3 separate regions of the Arachis hypogaea genome follow, and regions 1 and 2 are each linked to region 3. Evidence: chromatin contacts called from public Hi-C data. All regions are on one chromosome and are shown on one strand. The core of a region is the stretch at or near the end of the contact, and the rest is flanking DNA. Distances in the headings are between cores, read along the strand shown.

Region 1 (4,185 bases), core at 111-2,610, 360 kb before region 3:
TGCGTTAGGTGAGAACTTAGGTTAATCAAGGATTCAATTCTCAGCTCACTTAGCCATACATGTATCCTCACCCTTACCTAAGCCCCATTACAACCTTGAAAAAGACTTCATGATGTTTGCATGTGTGCACTAAATACTTGTTGATTGGTTACATGAAGAACAAATTTAAGAGCGCATGAATGGAGGAGACTAGAGTGGATTACCCTATACACTTGAGTGATTAGAGTGCATATACACTTCCAATGAGGGTTCAATACTTGACTCTATGTTCCCTGCTTTTATAAGCTATCTTCTTGTAAGTTTACTGGTCTTTACTGTATGATTTGAATTAGTAGAATCTGATTTTTATTTGTCTTGCAGAACTTGTTCATTTCCTTAACCAAGTAAGTACAGACATTTCATCATATAGTTGCATTCACATGTATAGGTTGCATTGCATGAGTCTTGCTTTCCCTATTCATTCTTTCTATCTCCTTGAGCTTAGCATGAGGACATGCTAATGTTTAAGTGTGGGGAGATTTGATGCACCACTATTTTGTGGTACATCTTGTGCTTAATTGAGTGAATTTTAGCCACCATTCTCACACTTATTCATACAATTTACCTAATTTTACAATTCCTTCTCAATTTTGTTCTAAGATTGAAAACTTGCTTCTTAAACTTTTAAATTGTATATTTTTAATCCCCCTTTATATCATTCTATGCCGTGATCTGTGTGTTAAGTGTTTTCAGGCTTTATAGGGTAGAAATGACTTAGAGGATGGAGAGGAAGCTTGCATAAATGAAAGGAGTACAAGAATTAAAGGAGATAACCAGCGAGGAGCGACGTGTGCGCGTACCTGAGGCATGCGCATGAATTGAAGCTCGTTCAGTAATAATTAATAAATATTAAATAAGACAATGATATATATATATATATATATATATATATATATATATATATATATATATATTTAAATAAATAATTTAATATTTTTTTAAATTTTAAATTTTAAAAAATTAAATAATCTTTTTATTATCGATACAATCAAATATTTTTGTTTAAAATTTAATTTAATTTAATAAAGGAACTATAAACGAATATAAATTATATTCCTTTCCAATGCCGAAAATATCTTTACATATATTATTACGGGCAATATGTTTATTTGTTTGTATATTTCTCGTGAAAGTTATGCATGATTTTTCTATTTGATCTCTTAGATATGGTGAAGAATGCAAGGTGGATTCGAGAGGGAGAAAAGATTCTGATCCGAAGAATGCGATTATTATAAAAAGGATTAACGTTTTCCAAATGGGATGGTAGGTATGGTATGAATATGATGGTAGAGAATAGAGATACCTCTTTTTGAGCACCCCCACCTTTATATTTATAGAGAGTCACGTGACGGTACCATCTTTTTAGGCAAACAACACGTGATGTGCCTATATTGTTTTAACTTCCACAGATAAATGTTAAAATTATTTATTTAGTATATTTAAAAATTTTAAATTCTTATCTTATTTATAAAACTTTTTGCACATTTCTAATTTAAAAGAGTATCTGTATTTTATTTTATTTTAGCAACGAGTATCTTAAAATTATTCATTCGTTCATTTTAACTTTGTTTATTTATTTTCTTATCGAGCAGGAGATGGAGATGATTCCTTTTCTTCCAACTTCTCCGCAAATGAGATTACGATTTTAACGAAACTTCGAGGAAGCCACCTCAACCCAACACATACATATGCACTGCTCATTTTTTTACTTTAACTTACTTTGAATATTCTACTCATATTTATGTTTTTTTAATTTTGAATATTCAATTCAAGGCTAAAAGAAAAGGCAAAGAAAAAGGTGGAAGACCACTCCAATGGCCAATGTGTTTGGATTTTGGAGCCACGCTAGAGGCCAGCTGAGGAGCATTATAGGATAGATAATGGGAAATTGGGAATGGGATCCAGGATCCTAACTAATGCACTAATATTACAAAAAAAAAAAAAAAAACTTTAGAGACTAACCGAGTTTAACAATTTTAGCTAGCAATTAGCCAATACAAATATTAAATTATCTTTAAAAAAAATTTACTCATTTATATACATAAATTTTAATAAGTATATATAAATTATATTAATTTATATATCTAAATTCTAATAAATATAAATATAAATTATATATTTTATATATAAAAATTTTTAAAAATATAAGTTATTATTAATTAAATATTAATTTAAAATAATAATATTTATTAATTATATAATATTATTATTAACATTAATATTTTTATCTAAAGATGATATTTAATTTTGTCTCAATTTTTACATAAAAATCAATTTGATTATCTTGGTTTTAAAGTATTATTTTAAATCACTGCTATAGTAACTAGTATACTAATAAACACGTTTAAATATACGCGACAATAATCTAAATATAATATTATGTAAGATAATAAATAGTTTATATTTTGATTAATAAAATTTGAATTTAATTCTTAGAAGTTAAAAAACTTATTTGTGTGGATGTATATGACCAGAAATATTTTAAGAAAAAAATATACAAAATTTCTTTTTAATTCCCATTGTGTAATAAAATAGAAATAGATAATTAATTTTATATATTAGCATTTTTTACGATAATAATTAGTCTGATGATTAAAACACCATTACGATCTGCGATTATATAACTCAAAAATCAAATTAGTTCGTTTTAAAATCTAATGACCAAATTGAATTTCTAATAAAAATTCAATAAATATTATCTCTATCTATTTATAATTTTTAAAAGCATTTCTTGCGAGGGTAGTTTCTCTTTCTTTAAATGAAATTTTAAAAGATAAATTAAATTTAAATATCTGATTTCCTACTCTATTTTCACTTCCTTAATATTATTTTATTATATATTATTAAAGTTAATTTTTTTTAATAAATAGCATAGTTATTGACATGACATATTCTTAAAAGTATTTTTTAATTTTATTTATTTATTTATTTACATGCGTTAATTAAATAATTATTTTTTTGATTTAATTGAGTTAAATATCAAATTATTCAATATTTTATTTAGACACCTTAATTAAACTAATCAATTACATTAATCATTTGATTTGTTTGAAATAAATGAATTGATTTTGTTTTAGCTTGAATTAATTTATTTGTCTTATATATTTTGATTAATAATTTTTAAAAATTTTATAGTTAATCATTTATTTGATTTTATTAAAATAAATATTAAATTATTTAATATTTTATTTGATTAAATTAACAATAACTAATCAATTATATTAATTATTTAATTTGACTGGAATAATTAAATTAATTTTATTTTAGTTTGTATTATTTTTTTTGTTTTATGTATTTTGATTAATAATTTTTAAAAATATTACAATTTTTTTGGGTAAATTACATAGATAAATTGAATGAGGTTCAAAATTATACAAATATTCTAAACTAAATTTGGTTACATACATGTCTTGTTTAACTCTTTATGTAAATCGAATAAAATAAATTCGATTTACATTTTTTTTTATGTAAATCTAATTACTAACTAGCGGCTTATCCAACTTAAACCAATGGTTATTGAATCTTGCAAGTGTTAGGATTTGGTTGAATTAGTCCCACATTGCTTAGGATAGTAAATGGAGTGGGTGGCCTAGGCTATAAATATGAGGCTAAGTTCTACATATTTTTTGCACCAGTCGAAAACACTTAAAGCTTGTATCTGACTTTTCTTTTCCTCTATACCTTTTGATTAGAGAGTGTTGTGAGGTGTAGTTAAATATTTGCTTTGAGAGTGTGGGTGTACTGGGGTGCCGGTGTTAGAGAGAAAGAAGTCTATGTGTTGTAACAATTTTCACATAGTGATATTCTCTGGTTGTCATTTGGCAATGGCCGTGGTTTTTTCTCCAGTAATTGGAGTTTCCACGTTAAATTCTTGTGTTGTGATTGTGTCTATTTTATTTCTCTGTGAAAGGTATTTTTTCAAGGGGGAATGGTGTATTATTCCCAACAAGTGGTATCAGAGCTTCGGTTCGGTGGAATTTATTCTTAGTATGCTCTGTGGTTGTAGCCTAGTCTCACCTTCCACATCAGAAAAGAATTTTGTCCTGTAGCTTGAGGTTGATCTTTGGTTGCTGTTGTTGTTGCTGGAAGGCAGTGTGACACTGTGAGAGTGCAGTTTGGAAAGGTTCTGGCTAAGGAAAGACCTAG
Region 2 (3,954 bases), core at 248-2,747, 490 kb after region 3:
TTCTAAGAAACATTGTACATAAAAATAATGTCATATGCTAAAATTTTATTTTTGAAGCATGATACATTTAATGATTTCAAAATTCATAAACATTGACATTTCATTATTTATATACATCATATTTGAAACTCAAATACATAGAAGATAAAACTTAACAATAAGTTCTTTACATTATTTATTTTCATGAATACTTAACAATCTCACATATTAAACTATTCCATCATTGATCAAATGACCAATATTCCCTTCAGGATCCTCAAAGAAATCAGATACATCATAATGAGTGGTGAAATTTTCAGTATCATTTGAAACAAAATTTGACTCTTTTTCCTTGTCGTCCTTTTTCAAAGATGCCTGGTAAAGATCGATTAGGTGCCTTGGGGTACGATAGGTACATGACCAATGACCCTTTCCACCACAACGGAAACACTTATCCTCTGTTGATTTATTCTGCCCATATTTCTTTCTTTATCCCACTTCTGGTGAGATCCTCACTTTTGAATATAATTCCTTTTCCTTCCATAATTTTTCTTATTATTAAAAGCTTGTCATTTACATATTCTGGGGTAATTTGCCGCATTTACTTCAGGAAATGGGGCGGCGCCAGCTGGGCGCGCTTCATGATTTTTCAATAGCAACTCATTGTTGCGTTCAGCAACAAGAAGGCAAGAAATTAACTCAGAATATTTTTTAAACCCTTTTTCTCGATACTGCTGCTGCAGGAGCACATTCGAGGCATGGAAAGTTGAGAAAGTTTTCTCTAACATATCATGATCAGTTATCTTTTTCCCACATAATTTTATTCGTGAGGTGATTCGAAACATTGCAGAATTATATTCATTTATAGATTTAAAATCTTGTAGATGCAAGTGCGTCCATTCATATCGAGCTTGAGGAAGTATCACCATTTTTTGATGATTGTACCTTTTTTCAAGGTCTTTCCAAAGATCTGCAGGATCTTTTAATGTCAGATATTCATTTTTCAATCCCTCGTCAAGATGACGACGAAGAAAAATCATGGCTTTGGCTTTATCCTTCTGGGATGCATTATTTTCAGCCTTAATGGTATCTCCAAGATCTATTGAATCAAGATGGATTTCAGCATTTAATATCTATGATAAATAATTGTTTCCAGAAATATCAAGAGCATTGAATTCAAGATAAGAGAGCTTCGACATAATGAAAATTTGTTACCTGAGTCTTTCAAAAAATTTGATCAGAGTCTCGTGCTGATAACGTGTTGTAAAATAAATAAATAAATAAAGAAGATGTAATAAATATAAAATATAATTATATCTCTAATAGTAATATTCATCACAATTATTATCACAATATAATAGATATGATTAATATATTTACTAATATTATAGTAAGGTATACAAAGAGAGAAAATAAAGATTAATAATATGAAAGAGAGAGAGAATATTATTTAGTTGTTGTGTGTAATATTGACGGATGCTTAACCTCTTTTTATAAGCATAATGAAAAAAAATTTTCAACCTTCATTAATGTAAGTTCTTTTTTGGTAATATAAAAAGTGAGTCACCCAACCATGATATTAATGGGCATCTATATCTATTGTGTTTATCACAACAAGAAGTAAATTAATCATACGATTTGTCTGTTAATTGAATATTTACTAAAGTTAAGAGAAAAAATAGTCTAGATAGAGATACCAAAGAGACAAAGATGGTCTTGTCTTGTCCCCACAAAATTAAAGTGGTGTGAAATAAGATAAATTTCCGATGTTAAAACCCCCCCTTTCCCCCAATTCTCAATCATCTTCTGTTCGATGTGTACCAGGGTGTCCCATGTACCAGTGATAACCGTTCTTATTCCTCAGAGTTGCCGACTTAGCTATTGACTTGGAGTGTTGGAAACTGAACAGAGACAGAACTCTGCTCCAAAAACCCTACACTGATTCTCACTCTCAATTATCCTCAATTTTCCGTCACTTCCAATGCGCTGTGTCTGCTATTCGTATATTTCACTCTCCTTTCTCATTCATTTCCCTTTCTCCGCCTACAACTTCACAATTCTTTTTGATATTTCTTGTTTTGCCTTTCAATTTTGTTTTCATTGCAGTTACTGAACTAACCGATGGATCAGTCTCCGCTCGTTCCAGCTGAGGTGCCGGATTTCATTGGCGGCGGTGGCGGCGGCAGCAGCAACACGAGGAACGTTTCCATGGTGAACGGTTACATTGTTTATACCAGAGCTAATATGGGACACCGGAATTTATGTAACGAAATTTCCAATACCAATGAATCTAAGAAATTCAGGATTCGCGAAGACGTAGAACCGAATGCCAAGCTTCCAATGAAAGAAAATAACGGAACAAAAATTTTGGCGGGAAAGAAGAACAAGTGTTCCGAACCGAAATGCGAGCTCAGCGTTTCGATGGTTAGGCCATTTAAGCGGTTTACACGACGGTCGGCGGCACTGGAAGGGAAAGTCGTTTCGAATGATGTTGGTGGAGAGGTGAGCGGGATATCGAGGAACAAGTTGGAAATGAAGATGTCGAAGAAGATTGTGGTCAACAAGACGCCCATGACGGTGAAGGAGCTCTTCCACACTGGTCTTCTTGATGGGGTCTCGGTGGTTTACATGGGCGGTATTAAGAAGGTTCGTTATGTTTGTGATTTTGTGAAATATGACTCAGGTTTTTCTTCTATTCCTTTTTTGGACTATCTAGTTAGAAACTTTACTTAAGAAGATTTTATGAGAAGAAGGACTAAAAAAAGCGTTTTCATATTTAGGTACAAATATAATATAGTCGATAGTTTACTTGTCCTTTTAGGTAATAATGGATTTCAAATTTTACTTTGTGTAGTTTGTGGCCAACAACAAATTTTAAACAGAGTTCAGGTGCACGATAAATTAGTGATTGATCTTATTATATTAGAGGACTCTATGAGAAATAAAAAATATAGATGTTTTCGATTATTTTTCACGAGTTTTTTATATAATCTTTTAATTAAATTTATCTGTTTAGAATTTTAATTTAGTTAGTTTTAAATAATATTTCAATATACTATTGAATTTTTATGTAAAACATTTTAACAGTAGGAAATTAAATTCATTTTTAAGTTGATAAATACATGTTTTAACCTTTCAAATGTTAAATATAGTTGTAAGTGGTAATAATATCCAAATTAGCTTTATGCCATAGCCAATAGTAGATTGTGCAGCATATAAGTGGCCACGCCACATCTTATTTTTAATGAATGAATAAAATTAAAATAAGAATTGAATTGAATTGTACTTCATTCCTTATAGACTTCTAGTTTACTGCTAGTCAAATTTTAGCGATTGATTTAGCTACTAGGCAATAGCAGAAGCGGTATGGGCCACTATTAGATTGTGCTCTTGTCTAATACGGAATAACATTTGAGTTGTTAGCATAAATAAGAGAAAAAAGGAGATAATAACGACTAATATAACCAAGGTTATTAGATTCAATACTACCTGGCAAACCTAATTTTTTGTCCCTTTAAGATTATTCATAGTTATATTAGGTGTTATTATATTCATTCATTTTTCTCATTAACCGTTAGATATAAGATCCATTGACCTCATGTATAACAGATAAAACAAAGATTTCTCATTTCTCTTCTTAATTATCCCATATAGCTAGTTCTTGGCGGTTAATTTATGCCTTTTCACATCCAAAACGATAGTTTATTTTAGTACATGGATTTCACTCTCAAATTGATAATGTGACTCTTAATACAAATAACATTTATAATAAAATTTCATCAGATTAAAATGATATTATCAATTTTGGAGTAATATTATTCTCTCCCTAATGTATGTAGTGGTCTAGTGGTAGTGGCCACGCATTTTTAGTACTGGTACGTTCTTATTACAGGCTTCAGGATTACGGGGTGTTATAAGAGATCTGGGAATATTGTGCTCATGCTCTCTGTGCAATGAACGCAGGGTGAGTCGTTA
Region 3 (4,469 bases), core at 1,626-4,125:
TTTTTAGTTTTATGCTTTTTGATCTGGATATTGAGAAGAATTGCTACCTCCGTTGAAGTTTTTATTATTCTAGTTTGTTTTCTTATCCCTTTACTCTTTTAATTGCCCCTTTGCCCTGTTTAGATACGTATGTTTATGACTTTGGGATTTATTTATGCAAAGAACTATTTTTACCTTTAATCAATTCTTAGTTGTTATTTAATTTATAATGTCTTCTTCTTATTCCCTTTATATGCCATTGAACGTAGTATTCATGTCAATGGAGTAGATCCCCTACTTTACATGGGGTTGATTAAGAGGAGACCTTTGAGTTGGGAATACTCAAGTGTTAATTCTAATTGGAAGTTGTTGGTTGGCTCTCTAGTCTATAACTCTAATCCTCCCTTAAGAGTGGATTAGGACTTGGGAATAGAGTTGGTTAGTTAGTTATTTGACTTTCCTTTATTCAGTAAAGGATAACTAAGTAGAACAACAACCTATTATTATTACACTTGGGAACATCCAACAAGGATAGAACTTCCGATTAATCTTCCCCCAGTCAAGGCCTTTTTATCATAGTTAATCAAATCTCTTGTTAAATTGCCTAGTTTCAATTCTATTCTCCAACTCTAACTTTCTTAGAAACCTTCTGATCAATAGATAGCATTCTCTCTGCAACTCGTTGGGAGACGATCTGGGGTTCATACTCTTAGTATTTTTATTCTAAAATTGTGACAACCTTTTCTAAATTGATAAGCAGATTTTCATCGATTAAGACTGTACTTGCAACGCCATTTTCACTATAAATTCTTAATCGGCTCATTTCCGCCACGTCAGTTATGCTAGGTAACTAATGACTTTTTTGAACAACATAAACAACGGGCCCTAAAATTGGCTCAATTCAACTAAAACACACTATGCCACTAATTAAATTTAGGATTAATTTACTCTTTTAACCCCATTGTTCACATTGCTCAACAATGTTGTTGTCTACCTATACTTTTCCTTTTTTATTGGTTTGAATATTCAAATTCAAAATATTTTTTGTTTGTTATACACACACCCACCCACTTACTGACACACACTACAACTACAACTAGTAACTCAGCTGCCGTCGAGTATCAAACTCAGGTGTAGCAACTTAAAAAGCAAAAACTTTGCCACTCTTAGATAGGTCGAGCTAAGCCTTAGAATGGTCCTTGAAGTTACACACGTGCTTCATAGTAGTCCCTGAATTTAACAGTTACCCATATTTGTCCCTGAAGTTGCACGCCAGGACTCAGTCTCGTCCTTCTGGCACATTTTCTCCAGCTGGCGTTACCGGAAAGCTGATCTGGATAATTGGATGACATGCTGGCGACGCTAAAACAACGTAGTATTGTTGATGGCGTGTAAATTCCCTAAAACGACGTCATTTCACTCCAAAACTGCTTTTGAAGAATCATCCCTCAAACATTAACGTAACGTATTGTCTCACCCTCTCAAAATACAACACAAACAGAGTATTTCCTTCTCCCCTATACTCATTAATGGCGGTGGTGTGAAGGCTGTAACTGTAGCGATTACGTTGGAAGACGACTGCTCTGGATGATCGGTTTCGTCATCTGCATCAGACAAAGACTGTACTGAAGGTTGGTTTCTCTAAAAGAGGTAAGGTAAAAAAGAAAAAAAATTATGTGATAATAGGAGTGCTCTGTTTTTTGGTATTTTTATTAGTTTAATATCTTTAGTAGTTAAAAACAATTTTTTGGAGTGTAATGTATGGGTATGCATGTTTATGTTTCGCAATGTTTGCTAGGGTTTGATCGCAACTAGCTTTCTGAGTGGTTAAGCTAATGAAACTATTGACTAGATAAGGGTTGTTTGTCATGGTGAAAACTTGTTTATTATCTGTTAGGGTTTATTGTATTTACAGTTGAAAACATGATTTTGTGTTTTAGTTGTGAAGTTTCCAATTTGTAAATGTGGTTGAAGATGATGAGTTCAATCATGAATTTTTGTTTTTAAATTTTATATAGATGGTCCTTTGATTACCATCATATTTCATCATGGAGGGTCATTTATCACATAGCATGATAGAAGTGTGAATTACAATGGTGGACAGATTTTTTAGTTGCCGAGAATTGACATAGATACACTGAATGTATTTTTTGTCTAAGACTACTACAAGAAGAATGGGTATGACAATGTGATCCAGTATTGGTGGTTGGTGCCTAATAGGCTATTGCAAACTAATCTTAGAATTGTGACACATGACAAAGAGTTCATAGAGATATATTACCTTACTCAGAAGAATAAAAAAATTATTCATGTGTATTATAAACATAAAATCTCTGAATCTATGTTTAATGAGGAAGCAAAACCAACATCATCCAAAGACAAGGAGCTAATAGTGCTACAAGATTTTATTCCACATCCATGACTCACCATTAACTACCGTTGAGTATCAAACTCAGGTGTAGCAACTTAAAAGGCAAAAACTTTGCCACTTAGATAGGTCTCAGCTACGAATTTGAAATATTGATAATGTATGTTTGCTATCTTTTTACTTTTTAGTTATATGGGTCGTAGCATTCTTTGGACCAGTATATGGGCTTCTAATGTCCGTAACAATTTCATAGTGCTAGTTGATTATACATTACATTTCTAGTTGCATTTAATAGAAACTCACATGAAGATATTCAGATTTATTTTTATTTGAAAATATAAATGATAAATATTTATATATTCACATAATTAGTTTAATTAAAAATAATCAATTTATTTTTTAAGAGCCATATCAATCAGTTTTTTTATTTATTTTAGCCAAAGCAAATATTTTTTTATATCAAACAATATTGATTCTGATAACTTTTGACATCAACATTATTAAGAAGATCAAATGCTATTTTAATATGGATGCAAGATGATAATTGGAAATTTGTAATTGCATTATCCACTTTTTCTTCTTTTCTTCATGGGGATAGGGGGAACAGTTCGGTTGGGTGGTTGGGTTCGGTTAATCAGTAAATTACTAAATTCAGAATCCCAGTGCCACTCGTGTCTCATCCTCTATCTCTTTTGACGATATATCGTTTACCGCAACAAACAAACCCAGCAGTCCTTCCATAAATCCGAAACCAAAAAAAAAATAATAATAATATGGAAGAGGATTCAGCAATGAACAGCAGTGTGAAGCCGAAGTGAGAGACAGAGAGAGAAAAGTTGCAGTTGCAGTTCTCTGTTCTCTCTTCTTCTTCATCTTCTACTCGGACAGTACCAATAGTAATAGTACCCGTATATCACACTAAAATTAAAAACCCTTTTAACATCAGCAGAAGAATCACCACTACTCCTGAAAGATTAGAAAATAGCGTTGGATTAGAGAGGAGAAGAAGAAGAAGAAGATGGGAATATTACAGGACGATGTGGTGATCATAAGGCAGCCAGACAAAGAAGGTGGCCCAACCGTCATAACCGTGAATTGCCCTGACAAGACTGGTCTTGGTTGTGATCTGTGCCGCATCATTCTCTTCTTTGGTCTTAGCATTGTGCGAGGAGGTAAGCCCCCAATTTTTCACTATGTATGCACACTTCAAGCATGGTCATTTAGGCATAACACTTTTTTGTTTTGATGGAATATTGGAAGATGTTTCAACGGATGGGAAATGGTGCTACATAGTGTTGTGGGTGGTGGGGAGAGAGAAGACAAGGTGGAGTTTGTTGAAGAAGAGGCTAATTGGGGCATGCCCTTCTTGCTCCTCTGCCTCTGGAATCTCATATTACCGCTCTGAGTTGCAGCAACCACCGAAGCCCCCTGATGTCTTCCTCTTGAAGTTTTGTTGCCATGATCGTAGAGGCCTTTTGCATGGTAAGTTAGGGACCCCCCTCCCCTCTTCCTTTTTTGGAAACCCTATTTGTTAATTTGTAAATTGGTAACTCTCTAAAATTGTTTTGACTTTTCAGGAGAAGCAAATAGATACAGAAACATGCAAAATATCTCTGTCCTAGGACAAAATTTCCTCTATTTCGGTGTTTTCTATATTTTCTATCCTAGACACTAAGAGTTATGTTTGATTGTTGTGAAAAGCATGCTAAAAGGAATGTAAACTCACAGGTTTAGATTGGCAAGTGATGTTGTTATAGTCTAAAATATTTCCAATTCTAAAATTCCATTGTGTATATTGATTAGAAGTTATCTAGTTTTTTCTTTTTTTTTTTTTTTTTTTTTACACCATCATTGATTCTTGAGGAAATAGACTAATTGAATCTCTTTTATTGTTTGGACAGATGTTACAGAGGTTCTTTGTGAGCTAGAGTTAACCATAAAGAAGGTGAAGGTATCTACTACACCTGACGGCAAAGTGATGGATCTGTTTTTCATCACCGACACAAGGTCTACATTTCTGTTTTTAGTATTCTTGGAACAGGCTTGCCATGTGAATTGTGATTGAGTACCCCCTAATTGTTTGTTTATTTCAACTCGAGTTTCTTAGTCTATTTACTAAGAC

The links. Hi-C and Micro-C count contacts between places; a contact is called where the count stands out from the background.
Region 1: a contact with region 3 is called in a Hi-C map of leaf, with 2.7 times the contacts expected there. The contact joins the enhancer-like site here to the promoter of LOC112696571 in region 3. A contact is called at or near these places in 3 of 8 Hi-C or Micro-C datasets (all in leaf).
Region 2: a Hi-C map of leaf shows a contact between it and region 3, with 2.8 times the contacts expected there. The contact joins the promoter of LOC112696573 here to the promoter of LOC112696571 in region 3. A contact is called at or near these places in 2 of 8 Hi-C or Micro-C datasets (both in leaf).

Annotation. Positions count from the first base shown.
Region 1 is chr6:43,545,036-43,549,220 of arahy.Tifrunner.gnm2.J5K5, forward strand. No RefSeq gene overlaps it. Among protein-coding and RNA genes, the nearest start is that of LOC112700489, 11 kb to the left of the region's middle. Within about 2 kb of position 1,361, at least 2 of the 3 cell types and tissues checked have open chromatin away from gene starts, as enhancers often do.
Region 2 is chr6:44,395,858-44,399,811 of arahy.Tifrunner.gnm2.J5K5, forward strand. LOC112696573 reads left to right here and starts at 1,498. Exons shown (of 21, transcript XM_072198166.1): 1 at 1,498-1,980; 2 at 2,086-2,625; 3 at 3,872-3,943. The coding sequence starts at 2,101.
Region 3 is chr6:43,903,125-43,907,593 of arahy.Tifrunner.gnm2.J5K5, forward strand. LOC112696571 (ACT domain-containing protein ACR10) reads left to right here and starts at 2,876. Exons shown (of 6, transcript XM_025749391.3): 1 at 2,876-3,519; 2 at 3,608-3,829; 3 at 4,249-4,354. The coding sequence starts at 3,366.